Linked DNA regions of Sus scrofa: region 1 is linked to region 2. The links are chromatin contacts, called in public HiChIP or PLAC-seq maps. All regions are on one chromosome and are shown on one strand. The core of a region is the stretch at or near the end of the contact, and the rest is flanking DNA. Distances in the headings are between cores, read along the strand shown.

The links. HiChIP or PLAC-seq counts read pairs in DNA pulled down with a chosen protein or histone mark.
Region 1: an H3K27ac HiChIP or PLAC-seq map of skeletal muscle shows a contact between it and region 2, with 6 times the contacts expected there. The contact joins the promoter of FBXO24 here to the promoter of COPS6 in region 2. A contact is called at or near these places in 2 of 2 datasets of contacts at active chromatin or transcription factors (alveolar macrophages and skeletal muscle).

Annotation. Positions count from the first base shown.
Region 1 is chr3:8,510,118-8,515,189 of Sscrofa11.1, forward strand. FBXO24 (F-box only protein 24) reads left to right here and starts at 1,309. Exons shown (of 20, transcript XM_021086233.1): 1 at 1,309-3,441; 2 at 3,444-3,581; 3 at 3,841-3,939; 4 at 4,045-4,228. The coding sequence starts at 3,412. It overlaps LRCH4 (leucine-rich repeat and calponin homology domain-containing protein 4), which reads right to left and starts at 1,225. Exons shown (of 23, transcript XR_002342282.1): 1 at 878-1,225.
Region 2 is chr3:8,000,628-8,006,072 of Sscrofa11.1, forward strand. COPS6 (COP9 constitutive photomorphogenic homolog subunit 6 (Arabidopsis)) reads left to right here and starts at 2,075. Exons shown (of 10, transcript NM_001105299.1): 1 at 2,075-2,177; 2 at 2,390-2,515; 3 at 2,726-2,857; 4 at 3,474-3,562; 5 at 3,660-3,722; 6 at 4,032-4,079; 7 at 4,156-4,270; 8 at 4,359-4,451; 9 at 4,549-4,649; 10 at 4,757-4,918. The coding sequence starts at 2,114. The coding sequence ends at 4,897. It overlaps MCM7 (DNA replication licensing factor MCM7), which reads right to left. Exons shown (of 15, transcript XM_021086193.1): 15 at 5,263-5,445. The coding sequence ends at 5,432.

The DNA of each region.
Region 1 (5,072 bases), core at 59-2,558, 510 kb after region 2:
ACCTGTTACAGTGGCGTCCCCTACACCCTACCGTCAACAGACACCAGGATGGAAGACGCATGATTGTTAAGAGCCTATGGTAGGGGGAGTGGGAAGGACAGCTAGACGGTCTCTAGCTTCCCAGCACTCCCCGCTGGGAGATAAGATTTCCTTCCTTTCAGCAACTGCAAGTCCCCTCCCCTAGGGAAAGCAGAAACTGTACTGGGAATTCTAGGGTCTCTATGAGATCACAGGCTCCACAGTGATCTCACACACGCAAGGAGGAGGAGTTGCAGATAAAGGGATTAGGGATAATGGGAAGAGCTCAGGGAGAAAAGAGTTGGCGGGAGGTGGGAGATTTGCTTTTCTCCCACAGGCTGCCTGGGTGAAGAGCCGGGTCCGAGCAAAGGAAACAGAAACTTGGGGCTATCAGGGGCAAATCCATGGGAAGCCGCAGGGAACCTGGGGCTGCTCCTATCTTGGTGGAACAGGGGAAAGAGTTGGAGGCGAAGTGCAGAAAGAGAAATGAGTCATTAGAGGGGCTCGTGGGAACGATCAGAATTGAGGTTGAAGAGGTCACGCAAATAAGCCAAACTAGGGGAGGGGCGGGACCATTCTACAGGTGCGCAGATACGCAAATAAAGACAAACGGAGGTGGGGGCGCTCTCACAACGCTCGGCCGGGGACCCTGGGCGTTCCGTGCAAACGAGAAAAGTGTTCATTGTCTAGTAGTTCTTAAAATGGGGAAGGGGTGGCAGCTGACTTATGCAAAACAGCAGAATCCAGAACTCGGACCACCAGGTGAGGGAGCCGGCCAGGCTCCCTGGCTCCAGGAAAAACGAGGGGCGGGGCTATGCAAACGAGGGTCCCCGCGGGGCCCTGGGCCGGGTGCACTCACCAGCCTGGGTGATGTCTGACAGGTCGTAGCTGCGGGCCGCGCCCCGGGGGAAGTGCTTCAAACGCCGGTTAGACAGGTTCAGGGTCCCGGTGGCCACGGCCTCCTCTAGAGCCCGCTCTGCACTGCGGCTCCCGGGCAGACCCGGAGATCCTGGGACGGAGGTTGTGGCCGCCGCCTCCTCACCCCCAGCGGCGAGTGAGGCCGCTACCACCGCCGCCATCCGCTCCTGGCGGCTCCCGCTGCCTGACTGACGGGACCGGCCGTCCCTCCTTGCCCCTCCCCCTCCTCGGAGCCGCCGTAGTGGCTTCCAGGGGGAGGAAGCGGGCTCGAGGACCCGGCGGGCCAATCGCTGTCCCGGGACGCGTCGGAAGTGGCTAATCAGAACCCGCCGGGGGGGTGGGGACTCCGGCGCTGGAGTGAGGCGAGACACGGGAGGGGGACTAGAATGGAGCGCTCGCCAACGGCCGACGTTCCAGGCCGGCCCACCCCGCGCAGCCGCATCCAATCACAAATCTTAGGGGTGGAGATGGTCCAATCAGGTCCAGTCAGGAGGCGGGGACGCCGGCGCTCCACTTGAAATGATAGAGGCGGTGAAAAGCAAGGCCGTCTCTTTTTCCAACGAAGACAAATCGCAAGCCATACACAGGCGAGTGACTGTCGAGAAGGCCAATTAGATCCTCCAAAGGGAACCTGACCCGGCCTCTTCTCTGAGGGACGGCTCTATCTACCAATAGCATGGGCGAGAAGGCGGTCCCTTCACTAAGAAGGAGGCGGGTGAGCTAGAACTTTGAGACCGACGTAAAGAATGTGAGCGCTGCGTGTTGGGCAGGCTGGAAGGAGTAGAGGGACTGCAGTAGCGTGTGCGAGCTGGACATGTTAGGGAGCGAGCCTGCTGTGGTGGCAGCAGGCAGATTGTGGGTATAGGGGGAGCTGGAGGCAAGACGATATCTGAGGCCAGTGAACAGGGGGTCGTTGCAACCGCAGGGACCATGAATGTCATATCAGCTGCAGAGGCCGAGGCCCGGAGACAGTCTCCGGAGGCTGGGCGGACAGGCGGCTTCCCAGGGACCGGGGATGCCCAGCTCAACTCCTGGAGGGAGGGTTACGGGAGACCAGGAGATCCTCGAAAATAACCGCCCGATCTGCCCCCTTGCCCAAAGAAGTACGCCTGGGCAAATTGTGATGATCAGACCTGGGGGCTTAGTCTAGAAGGGACCTCATCTAGAAGAGGACCGCCGTTTCACAAACGAGGAAAGTGAGACAGAGGGAAGAGCTGTCAAGAGCAAACAGCAAGTTATCGACAGCTCGTTCTAGAGGCCAGGCTTCCTTCCCCCTGCATCAACTTTTGCAGTGGGCTTTTTTCTGTTCGCATCCTCTTCTTTGTCTCCCGAAGTGAAACTGAGTGGATAAAGGGGACCCAAATACAAGAGGAAGTTACCGATTCTTGCTCCGTCCACGGAGAGTCTTAACATCCTGTTAAGTGGCATAAGAACCCAATATAGTCCATTTAATTGGTTAATAGCTACCTAGCCACAAATAGCTCAAGGTTCTTTCCCATAAGTCACATCTCAGATGCTGACATTCCAGAACATTTATTGAGTTATTAAAATTCCATCCCAGGTGTCCCAAACTAGCTGTTTACTAGGCCCCCTGAATAAGGGAGTTTGATTGGCTGGCTGACAGTCTGTTCACCAGCAGAGTAAACGAATGAGTCTATAGTACTGTGCAGCTGAGGGCTGGTTGTCCAGGCCTGGATTCCTTGGAGTTCCGGGAAGATCCAGATATTCCTTGGTTGGACTGGTGCAGATCCTCTGCCCCCACAGGGACAGACACAGGCCCCACTCCTGCTGTTTCTCATCCGTGTCCCCCACCTGTCCCCTAAGACTAAGTGAACACCTTAGACTCTGGGAGAAATCCTACGCTTTCAGAGTAAACCTGTCCCTTCCTTCCACCTAATAGGCTGCCCTTTCTATGTGCAGTCATGTTATTGTCCCTGGAAAACTGTCCGCCTTTGGATGTGTTTCATGAGGCTGGAAAGCATGAGCTCAGTTGTACCCACTTTCATCTCATGTGTGCTTTCATGAGATAGGTGCTCTAGTTAGCAGGGTCACCTTCCCCCTCACCTGTCAAACTGAGTTTAAACTTTTTTTTTTATTTGAGTTTATATCTTTGAGGTAAAGATCCCGTGGAGGCTCTGGCCTGCTGAGATGTGAAGAATTCACCAGGGTTTCTCTACAGAATTAGTGCTAAAAAGGCATCAAGTGGAAAAACTTCCCACTACTCCCTGAAAGGCCTCATCTACCAGTAGTTCAGACTTTATTTCTCCTGTCACATGCATATTCCCTAAGCCACTGGGTGGCTAGAACTGCACTTGAACCAAGGAGCTAAGAGAAAATCCCGGGCAAGGTTGGGGAAAATAGGTCACAGTGGCTGGGTGGTGAGGTCACAGAGAGGTTTGTCTACCCCAGACTCCATGCGGGAGGGGCCTAGGAGGCAGAGGGGCCCCAGAGGTCCCCCAAGCCCAGGCAGGGGACATGGTGTGGGAAAGGCAGCAGGGACGGGGGCCAGGGAGCAGAGTACGAGGGGCCAAGGGGCCCGGAGAGATGAGGGCAGGAGCAGGGAGGGGGCAGTCAGGATGGTGAGGAGAAGCCGGAGACGGAAGCTGCAAAAGTTCACCGGGCTGTGCGGACGGGAGGGGCTCAGGGTGAGGGGGGGAAGGCGAGGGAAGGGCAGCAAGTCGGCAGCCAGAGGGCAGGGGAGGGACCGCTTGGAGAAGTCGGACCAGGAACCAGGTGGATGGGGAGGGGCGACCCTTGGATCTAGAGAGGAAAGATGGGAGGATATGACAGCACAGAGCTGGAAGTCAGAGCTGTGAACCCCCAAGATAGTGGTGAACAGAGAAAACGGAGACAGAGAGGCCTGACCCTCAGGGAAGCCCTGTGCGCGCCCTTCTCCTTGGGTAGGTGAAGTGGAGCTGCCCTTCGTGTGGCCCAGAGCCTGGGGGTGAAGAGAAGAAGGGGAGAGGAAACCCTATTTCTGTTCAGTTGTTTCCCCCAGAGCTGGTGAGTCTTTTTTTGGGGTGGGGGGGGCTTGGTGCTAAGACTAAAGGACTGGGGGCCAGATGGCTGAGGGGCCCCCACGACCCCTGCTTCTGCCCCTGCCCCCAGGTGGAGCACATCGTCTCCTTCCTCCCAGTCAGAGATGTGGTCGCTCTCAGCCAGACCTGCCACTACTTCCATGAAGTGTGCGACGCTGAGGGCGTGTGGAGACGCATCTGTCGCCGGCTCAGTCCTCGTCTTCGAGAGCAGGGTTCCGGGGTCCGGCCCTGGAAGAGAGCTGCCATTCTGAACTGTACACCTTCCCCAGAATCTCTAGTTGTCTCTGCCTCTGTCCTACCTTATTCCGGGATTCCTCCTGCTCCATAAAGTTGCCAGATGATCTTAGTCTTCCCGCCAACCTTCCAGGGCTCCCTTCTCTGGAAGGAATGCATTAGATTTAAACACACCCCATCAAGGACTTCCTCCAAGTCTCTAGGTCCGCTCTCAGACACATCACCCAGAGCCGCCACTGCCATGCCGTTACCATGCCCCGTCCCCTGCCATATTCAAACTCTTCCAAATCTTACCTTGAGATATTCTCACCTCCCCAGACCTACAGTTTTCACTCCCCTAAACCAGGACTTTCCAACTTTGTCACAATTACAATTTTGGGCCAAGTAACTCTTTGACGTGAGGGGCTGGAGTTCCCATTGTGGCTCAGCAGGTTAAGAACCAGACTAGTATCCATGAGGATGCGGGTTTGATCCCTGGCTTCGCTCAGTGGTTGAAGGACCCGGCGTTGCCATGAGTTGTGGTGTAGGTCACAGACATGGCTCGGATCCCGTGTTGCCGTGGCTGTGGTGCAGGCCGGCAGCTGCAACTCGGATTCAACCCCTAGCCTGGGAACCCCCATAAGGCTGCAGGTGCGGCCTTAAGAAGCAAAAGAAGAAATGAGGGGCTGTCCTTTGCATCGTAGGATGTTTAGCAACATTGCTGGCCTCTGCCCACTAGATACCGGTAGCACCTTCCCCAGGTGTGACAGCCAGTGTCCCATGAGGGACAGAAATCATCCCTGGGTTGAGAAATATGCTCTAACCCCCTTCCCCTCCCAGGAAGCCCCTATCCAATCTTTCTCTCTCACATGAAGGGAGATCCAG
Region 2 (5,445 bases), core at 825-3,324:
TCTATGCCCCATCAGCCCAGTCACCTCCACCCTCTGGAAGGAAAATTGAACAAAACAACAGAGTGATGTATTGTGTTTAGTTTTGTTGGAAGGAAAAAAAAGAACAGTGGGATAGCTGCTTGAATTCCATCATTTCAACCGGAAGGTTTTGTTTTGTTGTTTTAGCCACGCCCATGGCATGCAGAGGTTCCTGGGCCAGGGATGGCCACAGCAGTGACAACCCTGGATCATCAGCTGCTAGGCCATCAGGGAACTCCCAACCTGAGGTTTTGGTGGTAGTTTTCATGCATGTATAAACCACTGATTCAATTTCAGCGTTATCTTTAAATTTCACAGTAACCACTGTTTTATGGGTTGTTATCTGAAAAATGTTTCAAAAGCGAAGGAATTCTTTAACAATTGAAACAGCAACACAGACGATCAACTTTAACACCAGCGTAATTCTTTTTTTAGCCTTCAAATCTGGCTGAGAAGCATTACACTCCTTAGCAGCTGCCTATTATTTAAAAGAGACACATATTTCTGACCTTATTTTTCCTAAGAGAAGTGAGCCGTATATAGAGAAGTGAGGTTCTTCCATAACCCTCTCAGTTGCCTGGGAGTTTTTTCACTCGTTGGGGATTAGAATGAGAGCTCCTCTTTCTTTATTCTTTCCTTTGTTTTTTGTGTTTGCTTGTTGCTTTGGAGAGGAACGCTTTCTTAACTTCCCTTTGGCCAGGAGATCTCCCTCCCTGCAGGATTTCTCAGGCCTTTACTTTGAGAGTTGCTGGTCGTTTAATTTCCCTTTATGCAGGCTCTTAAATGGAGAGATAGCTTAATTCGCACCAGTCACTATTATCACCAGAAAACATCTCTGGGCAGCAGAGTAGGCTCCGCAGGTAAAGGTACAGGTCTCTACCTGCTTTTTAGGAGCTAACACTTGGGTGTGTTACAGACACACCTAAAGAACCAGCCAAATTGTAGGGGCGACAAGACAGGGTAAAGGCAGTGTACACAACTTGCTCGGGTGTAGGGGTGGGGAGAGGGCTGGAGTGGGCTAGGTTTGCCGGAGGTGGTTTTTTGTTTTTTCTTTTTAGGGCCGCACCCTTGGCATATGGAAGTTCCCAAGCAAGGGGTCGAATCCGAGCTGCAGCTGCTGGCCTATGCCACAGCCAATGTCAGATCTGAGCCCAATCCGTGACCTCTGTTGCAGCTTGTGGCAACGTTGTATCCTTAACCCACTGAGCAAGTCCAGGTATCGAACCCACATCCTCATTGATACTAGTTGGGTTCTTAACCTGCTGACCACAACGGGAACTCCCAGAAGTGAGTTTTGAAAGACTAACGGAGACGGAGGGTAGAGGGAAGTTGGGAGGGGTTAGAAAATGCCAGGGATGTTCTCAGTGCTGTAGGTAATGAGGTGGAAGGAGGAAAGAAAGGATGTGTAGACCAAGGCACTCAGGACCAGGCTCCACTGGCAAACCATTCATTCACTCAAAAATCATTTATGGAGTTCCCCTGTGGCTCAGCGGGATTTGAACTTTTGTGGCTCTGATTACAGCTGTGGCGTGAGTTCCGTCCCTGGTGCGAGTACTCCTGCATGCTGTGAATGCGGCCCGAAAAAGAAATCATTTAGGTGCCCATATGTCAGGTAGTTTTGATCACGTGTTACAGTGATAAAGGCGACAGAACGCCCTTCGGTGGGGATGAGTGAGACGTGTGCAAGGAACAGACACGAGAGCCAATGTGGCTGAAGCACGGCGATCAAAGGGCAGAAAAGCAGAGGCCAGGGCTGGCTGGCGGGCAGGGGTCTGATCTTACAGGGTCTTGCAGGTGGTTAGGAGTGTGGCTTTTACTCTGAGGGCAACAACATGAAGTTTCATTCATGCTGCAGCAGCCTTACAAAGTAGGCAGTCTAATCCCAGTATACTTTAGGACGATCAGGGTGCGGTTAAGTAAGTTGTTCAAGGTCAGAGGCAGGCGAGAGGGCTACTAAGACCTGCCGGCTCTCCCCGACCCAGGGCTGCCTGCGCGGGTCTGGGCAGGCGCGCGCCACGGCCGCACTGAGCATGCGCTGCTGCCTACGGAAGCCGGCAGGGAGGGGGCGGGGCCGACACTGGCGGGCGCGGGGGAAATGGCGGCGGCGGCTGCGGCGAACGGGACCGGAGGGAGCAGCGGGATGGAGGTGGATGCAGCAGGTAACCGACCGGGAGGGAGCGGCTTCTGGAGACGCCCTTGGGGCGCGTCAAGGCCTTCCTGGACTCCCGGGGAAGTCGGGAGGGCGGGTCAGCGGCGCGTTCCCTGGGATAACTTGCGGGAGGGATGTATGGCCCGGCTCTGCTGGCTTCCCCTCCCATCTCCCGGGGGGAACGTGGGACCCGGACTCTCACCCTCTCTTCCAACTGCTTAGTCGTCCCCAGCGTGATGGCCTCCGGAGTGACTGGCAGTGTTTCAGTCGCCCTTCACCCCCTCGTCATTCTCAACATCTCAGACCATTGGATTCGCATGCGCTCCCAGGAGGGGCGGCCTATGCAGGGTGAGTGTTCGGCGTAATTCTCTGGCCTTCTTTTCCTGGTCATCTCCCCCAAACGGTGGTCCTTCCCTTTCCTTTGCTGAAGCCAATTCTTCCGCCGCAAACCACCCGTTTCCCTAGTACTGGGTTCACTTGACCTCAGACCCTCAGGCTATACTGATTTAACTAAGTTTCAGGATTCTTTACCCTCACCTCTTGTGTCCTCTCCTCCAGTGATTGGGGCTCTGATCGGGAAGCAGGAGGGCCGAAATATCGAGGTGATGAACTCCTTTGAGCTGCTGTCCCACACCGTGGAAGAGAAGATTATCATTGACAAGGAATATTATTACACCAAGGAGGAGCAGTGTGAGAGGGGAATAGAGGTGGGGGAGAGGAGTGGGAGTTAAAAAAAGAAAGAAAATCAGAATAGGGAAGGTGGAGAGGGTTGGGGGGAAAAAAATAAACAGGAGATGAGCAGAATGGAGGCCAAGTGACGAGAAGGTAGCTGTAGAGATCTTTAAAAAAGAACATATTTGGGAGTTCCCGTCGTGGCTCAGTGGTTAACGAATCCGACTAGGAACCATGAGGTTGCGGGTTCGATCCCTGGCCTTGTTCAATGGGTTAAGGATCCAGTGTTGCCATGAACAGTGGTGTAGGTCGCAGGTGCAGCTCGGATCCTGCATTGCTGTGGCTGTGGTGTAGGCCGACGGACACAGCTCCAATTGGACCCCTAGCCTGGGAACCTCCATGTGCTGCGGGAGCGGCCCTAGAAATGGAAAAAAGACCAAAAAAAAAAAAAAAAAAGAACATATTTGGTTACTTCCCACAAAGTAAGGAGAAGATAGAAGAGATGACTTACTCTAAACTGAGCCGGGATGGGATGGGGAGAAGCTGGTTAAAATCCACCAGGAGCTTCAAATTAAAGAAGCGATATTTAAAAAAAAAAAAAAAATACTCTGTGCTCTGGCCCTTTCCTCCTCAGTTAAACAGGTGTTCAAGGAGCTGGAGTTTCTGGGTTGGTATACCACAGGGGGACCGCCTGACCCCTCTGATATCCACGTCCATAAGCAGGTATACACACTTCCGTTTGCACGTTGGGGCGGAGGACAGAGGATGAGCGGGAGAAAAATGGGCCCTGGCACTCAGGTGCATCTGCCCCCTCTTCCAGGTGTGCGAGATAATTGAGAGCCCTTTGTTTCTTAAGTTGAACCCTATGACTAAGCACACAGATGTGAGTAATACTGAGCCCGTGGCTACTTTGTCCTGCTTGTCCATTGCTATGCCTACCCAGATTTTAATTCTCATCCTGTTTTTTACTGTATCGCCTCTGTTGAATTGACTCTCCCTTCTCTTTACCAGCTGAGACTTTGGGTGTCATTTAACCTCTAAACTGCATTTCCCCCATGTACTAAAATGGGATAATTCCTACTTGTAACTTGGGGACATAGAAAAACGGAATGCGAAAGGGCCAAGCCTGGTTTGGGGCCCTTCAGGTACGTGTGCTGTTACTAAGAGCTCTTCGCCCATCTCCTCTTTACAGCTTCCGGTCAGCGTCTTTGAGTCTGTTATAGATATCATCAATGGAGAGGTAATGCCATACCCTTCAACTCTCAGACCCTGCTCCCGGTGTTTCCTGCTTTTGACTCTCTCTCTGTGCCCTGTAGGCCACGATGCTTTTTGCTGAGCTGACCTATACCCTGGCCACAGAGGAGGCTGAACGCATTGGTGTAGATCATGTGGCCCGAATGACAGCAACAGGCAGCGGAGAGAACTCCACTGGTAATGCAGGCTGGAGGGGTTTCCTTCGCAGCGGGGGGTGGGACGTGTTGGCCCCATGCCTTCTCAGCCTTGGCCTGACCCTGTGTAGTGGCGGAACACCTGATTGCGCAGCACAGCGCCATCAAGATGCTGCACAGCCGCGTCAAGCTCATCTTGGAGTATGTCAAGGCCTCTGAAGCAGGTAGGACAGGTGTCCCCCTGACACTTGAACCACTTTTTCTCTCCTTCCTGGGGAAGCAACAGTATCACATTAATGCAGCCCTTTGCTGTGCCTTTAGGAGAGGTCCCCTTTAACCATGAGATCCTGCGGGAGGCTTATGCTCTGTGTCACTGCCTCCCAGTGCTCAGCACTGATAAGTTCAAGACAGACTTTTATGATGTGAGTATAAAGCCCAGGATCAGGAGGGTGGGGCTCATGCCACCATTTCTGCATGCAGGACATTGGAGCCAGAGCCCCTGGGAAACTGGTTCTTTGTTTCCTTGCAGCAATGCAATGACGTGGGACTCATGGCCTACCTAGGCACCATCACCAAAACGTGCAATACCATGAACCAGTTCGTGAACAAGTTCAACGTCCTCTATGACCGACAAGGCATCGGCAGGCGGATGCGGGGGCTCTTCTTCTGACAAGAGGGTACTTGAAGGGGTGATGCACCAGGGTCGGACAACTGTCAAGGGGAGGGGTGCTCTACTCCCTTTAGAGAAACCAGTCACTAATAAAGGGGAGCAGCCCCTCAGCACCCCTTCTGGTGGCTCTGTCCTCTCTGTTAGGTACCACACAGGTCTCTCATCTTGGATCTTGAGGCCTTGACCCTGCGGGCACCGTATTGCCAAGGGGTGGCTTCTCTCTTACTGCAGCCTTGTGTGCTCCCTACAGTGTGATACATGCCTGAACCCTAGGAGGCAGAGGTACTAGTGGCCATACCTTTTTTTGAGACTAAGTGGCTGGGTAAGACAACTATGAGTAAGGTGAATCTTGAAAACTTGCAAAATTCTGTTTTAACAGAAGGCAGCAAATCTACACACTTTATTAGCAAAAGGAATGAATACAAGTGCAGCTGGGCCTCTCCCCACCCCCCAGGGCATCATTAGGCCTTTAAAGGAAGGGGGGTTAGCACGGTAAGCCCAGTAGACAGACCCCAGTGTCTCAAGAGGTCGGAATCAGACAAAAGTGA